Linked DNA regions of Arachis hypogaea: region 2 is linked to region 1. Evidence: chromatin contacts called from public Hi-C data. All regions are on one chromosome and are shown on one strand. Each heading gives the region's core, a stretch centred on a gene start, on an enhancer-like site or on the middle of the called end of the contact. The rest is flanking DNA. Distances are from core to core; before and after follow the strand shown.

Region 1 (3,206 bases), core at 329-2,828:
GCTCTCCTCCGGCCTCCACCAACTTTCCAGCTTCTCATTTGAGTTATCTTCTTCGCTGCTCGACTACTTCATAGCTCCATCGCAGCTTCGCATCTCCGCCTCCTAAGTTCTGTTGTTGTCTCCCTGCCGGGGTTCCATTGCTCTCTCTTGCTGCTCTCTCACTGGTATCCCCTCTTGCTCTTGACGCTGCCCTGCCTGCAGGTAGGCCCTCTGTATTTTTTTATTTTTTGATCTTAACTGAAAAGAAATATTGAATATATCTTAATGGTTGATTATATGTGCTCAAGAAGATATTTTTTAGAGATATTGATTTCTCTGTTATTGATTTATTTATTGATTTATTTATTATGCTTCATTGCTTATTGTGTGCAAATAATTTGTACTTCTTACTGCTTACTAGTGCTCAGTAATGTTTAACTGTTTACATAGTTTATGATCTTGTCTTGATTATGGTTCTGCTATGATTGTTCTTTATTGTTGTGTTGGTTACCAATTTTGTTCTTTATTGTTCTTGACTGCCTACTAGTTCTATTGCACCACAAATTAATGGTCATTATGCTTTAATTTTAGACTTATATAATTAGTGACTATTATGCTTTAATTCCGACCTTTGGCATCTACTTGCTATATGTTTTCTAGGTGAATTTTCCCATGTTATGGAATAGTTGCTGTTGGAGATTTCAAGGTTCCAGACTTTGGCGTAGGATTAAATGCTTGGGATTTTGCCATCTTAATTTTTTTTTTTAGTTTAGGCATCATCTTCTAGACCCGATATAAACCCGATCTAGACCTGGTCTTATTGTGATCCGAAAAGGATGAGATTTGTTCGGCTTTTGGTAAGAGTCTAAAAAATTGGTCCAGTCAAAATTTAGGGCTGGGTCTGGATCATAGTGCATACATTCTGGTATGAGAACGGGTATGCCTATGTGGTACACCGTACACCACTTGTAACATATTTTGTGAAAAGTATACTTGTGGCATTTCGGTAAATATGAGTTGTGAATTGGTACGCGGTGCGTCACCTAATTGGTGAATTCATGTAACTGTGGTCCGGATTAAAGCAAACTTGGTTTCACCCAACCCATGCACACCATTGGATCCCTTAATTTGACTGGTCTGATGCATGGTCCAGTTCTTTGAACCTCGAATACAATAATAAAAGTGAATTTTTGTTAATCAAAAGAAATAGAACATTATTTTTAGATAACTGGAAAAATTAGGGTCGTAGGCAACATGAATCTAAACAGTTTTGGGACTGTTTGGTGAATATCAAGACATAGAGCACCGGTTCATTTTGTAAATGTTTTTATGGGACCATATATCTAAAGTCTAAACCCCTTTTTCCTTTTCTTCCCTTCTTGTTCTATAGCCCAAACGAGCATCCCTGATGCTCCTGCCACCGCTTGCGACCACTGTTGCTGTTTTTCATTTTTTAAACCTTTCACTGTTTTACTCTTGTTCCCAAGGTACACACATTGTTGCACTTTTTATTTATTTGTTTGTTTGTTTGTTTTCTAAAGAGTCTTTAATACCAATTTCATCATGAAGTGATATCTTTTTTCCTACTTATTTTGTTAGGATGGTTACTGAAGGAACTGAAGGACCTAAATTTTCTGCAGATATGGCAACTCGCAAAATCAATGTGCAGAAGTTTGCAGAATCTAGAGCCTATGAGCTTGAGAGTCTTCAATCTGTTATAGCTGACAGAATAAAGGGTGATTATAGGAGTCAAAGAAACAAGAGAAGACGAACGAGTTCTTTTAATAGCAAAGCTGGGACAAGAAGAAAGAGGCAAAAGCTGGGAACAGTACATAATAAAACTTGTGGTGTTGAATTACTTTTTAGGAAAGGATGAGATAAAGAAGCTTCCAAGTCGGCGCATGCGCCGGAGATATGAACTTAAGATGAACTTTGATAGTGGGTTTTCTACTTCTGGCGATGGAATCAAGAGGCTCAGAACTCATGTTTGGCACACTAAGCAGTTTACCATGACAAAACTCTGGGGTTATTACCTTCCTCTAGCACTTCAAGGTAGGTAGGTCATTTATGATGATGCTCCAATGTTGGAACTTGGAAGCTTGTTCATTTCCTGTTATATTTGTGTCTTTCACTTTTAAGCAAACATTTTTTTTTTCAGAATACAAGTTTAGTTCTTAAAAAGCTGTCTGTTAATGTCATGTTTGACATCAAATCATTCTTTGTTAGGACTAATTTGATGTTGACAAAAGACACTAATGGACCAATTTTATCTCGGAAATTGACATTGGTGGTCAATTTGGTAAATCCATGCTGGACAGACAAAGTAATTTACTTTTCCATCTCACTTTTTCCTTTCTTTGGTGCTACCTTTTTATTTCCAAGGGATAGAGTTGGGATGTATAATCCCATTATTTTGGAGGATGCCCGGGAAAAACTCCTAGGCAAATTAAGGATCAAATGTTGGAACCTCATGGGTAAGGGTAATGGAATTGATAGAGAAATTCATAGACCTAGGTATGATAGGAGAATGGATAAAGGGAATAGAGATGATGATAGAGATCATACTGAGAAACAGAAGAGTTCCGTACGGGTACAACTATTATTTGAACGAAGTTATAAAAATGCGATCATTGTTGTCTAATAGAACAAACACTAATACCTTTTAAGAGGGCGAGACACGCACAGCAGTAGGTTGTTGCTTTGTAAAGTGGAGGTCACACTTTTCACATTCTAGAAACAGCCTTTCCAGATGCATACGTCCCCATCAGGTGGGAGCCATGTACGTTGGGCCAATTATTTTTCCCTTTATTTTTCATTTTTTGTTCCCTTGTTTCCTATTCAATTTCCTTCTTGTTAATGTCCTTGACACCTTATTCCCATTATGAGCATAGTTGGGGCATAGACAAAATTTGGACTTAGTTAAGCTCTAAGATACATGTGTTGGTAGTTTTTCATGGTCAAATATGGTCATTCTTTATCTTCTGTCTTCCATGCATAATTCTCCTATTCAATCCTTTTACATTACACAAGGCTCCACTTTCTCTTGGGACTTCCATTTCTTTCGTAGCCTTAATGATAGGGAATCCGTGGAACTTCTGAGTTCTGATGGTTTTTCTTTGTCACCTATCCCTGATAAAAGGATTTGGTCTATTGAAAACTCTGTTAGTCTTAGTTGTAAATCTTTCTTCCAATTTCTTACTCGTTCTGCCAATACAACTTCCTTCTAC
Region 2 (3,206 bases), core at 303-2,802, 280 kb after region 1:
CTTGATATTTGAGAATTTATCTTTTTACAAATCACACCTTTTAGCTCTTCAAATGAGATTGTGAATGGAATAACAATATCTAACAGACTCTCACATAAAAATTTCACTCCTTCAGATGATTATAACAAAATCTGATCATAAACAAAAAGAGTAAAGTGAAAATTAGGTTTTTGAAGATTTCGAGTTCAGACTAATTAGCCCCTTAAGAAAAAAAAGTACTAATTTAGTCCTCCACGATAGCAAATAGTGGACACGTTATGTCCTTCTATCAATTTATCACGTAAAATTTAACGACAGTGCTTATATATACCATTAACTACTATGACGTGTCTATTTATGAAAGATTGTTATGTAGATAATAACTTTTAGAGCAAAATTTCACCTGTTTTAGCAAGATTCGTTATAAATGGAGAATAGTTTATGAATGTTATATGAAAACTCAAGATAATGAATGTTTCATTGTCCAAAACTACATTGCTTCCATGCTCATGTGATAGCAATAGGACATTCACTACTGTAGATAATAAAATATATGAACAACTCTATTTTATTTTGCACTATCCATTGACGGAAGGACATACATGTCCACCGTTTATTATCATAGAAGACTTAATTGAAAATTTTTTTTTTCTTCAAGTACAAATTAGTCCTAGGTCAAAATTTTCGAGGATCAAATTATCACTTTATTCTAATATATTTTTAACACAACTCTATCATCTTTTTTTTTTCTCACTTCAAAATGAATTTTATTGTAATTTTTTGAAACACAAAGAAAAATACAACTAGAGAAGGAGAGAACTCTCGAGGGAGCTGAGGGAAGAAGAAAAACAAGAAGAAAAAGAAAGATATGATAACTGGGGAACGGGTTGTTTTATATATATCCAAACAAATCGGTTAGTCTGATTTTCATTTAGCAATTTAAAATAATTTTTTTAAGGCAAGACGGTCCGATTTGCTCTATCACAAAATAAAAAATTTAATAATTATTGTGATCCGACGGTCCAATTAGCACCATGCCAATTCAAAATTTCAGCCTCACACAAATTAGACGATCTAATTTATGTACCAACTTTGTAAATTTTAGAACGTACCAATCACATCAATGTCTAACGCACCTAAACTTCATAACAAAACACACAACATACATAAAACCTTCGTATCCAAAAAAATGAGCCTAACACATTTAGGGTCCGTTTGAAAAGTTTCAAAAGTAATTTTTTTGAATTTTTGACTTATAAAAAATAATAATATTAATGTTTGTTTCAAATTTTAAAACTAAATTACAACTTTTTAAGAAGTTATTTAAAAGCCTATAAAAAAGTTAAAAAAATAACTTCTTTCATAATACTATTTTTTTTATAAAATAAATATTTTTAGAACTAAAAATCTAAACATAAAATAACTTATTTATAAACCATTTTTAATATAATTATTTATTATTTAAATTATCTTTTTAAAAAAAAATTTAATTAAATTGTTTACTCAAATGTCTTATCCTGTTGGTGAAAAACTCCAAAATGAGGTCCACGCGCTGCCATGGCAAGTGCGGAGAAAAATAAGTGCGTTTAATAGAATTACTTTTCTTTACCCTCCTTTCACTTTGGGAACTGTTTCCCGTGCTACCCTTTCACTCTTGGGATTCTTTCCCTTCTTCCCACAAACCCCACTTTCCTTCTATTGTTTCTAGATCACACACAGACAAACACATAATAGCCAAGAGAACGAGTCTCAAAGTCCACTTTTTTATTTAATTCCTTCCTTCTCATAGGTTTTTTTTTCCTCAGCTACCTTGAAAGCATGGAAAGGAACCAATGGAGTTCATTATAGCTTAGTTCGCTTTTAGAACTTCAAGTCTTCAACATCTTTAACTGAAACTATAACACACCAGTTGTTGGGTGAGTTTCAGTTAAAAAAATTCTATATATACAATTTTATGTCTTATAATTAGTCTATCAATATATACTTTTTGTATGTTACTTCAGTCTGAAATGATTCGTTCACCAGATATATATAATAAAGATTTGTAAATCCTGTACGATACATGTTTGTATTATTGCCTCTTTGGAATCTGAGTGCCTAAAGCTGCAAGCTCGTTAGGGGAACTTTTGTTGTATTATTATTATTATTATTATTATAGTGTCAAAATGTGACTAGGATTTATGTTGGGTTGAATTTGAGACTTTAAATTGCATATCTTTATTTATGGGTGGGGCTTTGTGATCTGTGTGGGAATTTGGGGGGGTGTGTCAGATCAAAGCATGCACCAAAATTGGATTTTTGAGCACACCCATTTGAAGATGGCAAGGATTCACCACCATATTCAACAAAAAGATGGTTACTTGAGCTACTACTACCCTCCACCACCACCACTACCACCACTATTACCGCCACCATATTTGTCCACACCTTCAACATCTTCTTCAGCTTCATCTTCATCTTCATCTTCATCTTCATCACCATCTTCTGGTACTAGGATTAGTCCTGCTGTTCTTTTCATCATAGTAATTCTTGCAGTTTTATTCTTCATCTCTGGTGTCCTCCATCTGCTTGTTAGATTTCTCATGAAGCACCCTTCTTCATCTGCATCTGCTCAATCTAATAGAAACCACGAGATTTCAACCTCTGATGCACTACAAAGACAATTACAGCAGCTTTTCCATCTGCATGATTCTGGTTTGGATCAGGCCTTCATCGACGCGCTTCCGGTTTTTCAGTATAAGGAGATTGTGGGGCTGAAGGAGCCATTTGATTGTGCTGTTTGTCTGTGTGAGTTTTCTGAGAAGGATAACCTCAGGTTGTTGCCTATGTGCAGCCACGCGTTTCACATAAGTTGTATAGACACATGGCTTCTTTCGAATTCCACTTGCCCTCTTTGTAGAGGGACACTCCTTACTCCGGGGTTTTCGATGGAGAATCCAATGTTTGATTTTGATGATTTGAGGGAAGATGAAGGGTGGCCTTGTGATGGTGAAAATGGATGTACAAATAGGCAGAAGAAAGTTGTGGTTGAAGAAATCAATGATGAGAAAAGGGGAATTTTCCCCGTAAGGCTCGGTAAATTCCGGAAGATGGATGTGGAGACTGGTGAGGAGGGTGGAGTAGTAGGAGAGACAAGTAGCAGTAATTTGGATGCAAGAAGGTGTTTTTCAATGGGATCTTATCAGTATGTTGTGGCCAATTCAGAACTCAGGATAGCCTTGAATCAT

Evidence for each region. A called contact is a pair of places that touch in the nucleus more often than the background predicts.
Region 2: a contact with region 1 is called in a Hi-C map of an unstated tissue, with 4 times the contacts expected there. The contact joins the promoter of LOC112750763 here to the promoter of LOC112750756 in region 1. A contact is called at or near these places in 2 of 8 Hi-C or Micro-C datasets (leaf and an unstated tissue).

The regions. Positions count from the first base shown.
Region 1 is chr15:133,085,031-133,088,236 of arahy.Tifrunner.gnm2.J5K5, forward strand. It overlaps LOC112750756 (ribonucleases P/MRP protein subunit POP1), which reads left to right and starts at 1,579. Exons shown (of 9, transcript XM_072216816.1): 1 at 1,579-2,031.
Region 2 is chr15:133,364,759-133,367,964 of arahy.Tifrunner.gnm2.J5K5, forward strand. LOC112750763 (RING-H2 finger protein ATL46) reads left to right here and starts at 1,553. Exons shown (of 2, transcript XM_025799606.3): 1 at 1,553-3,206. The coding sequence starts at 2,259.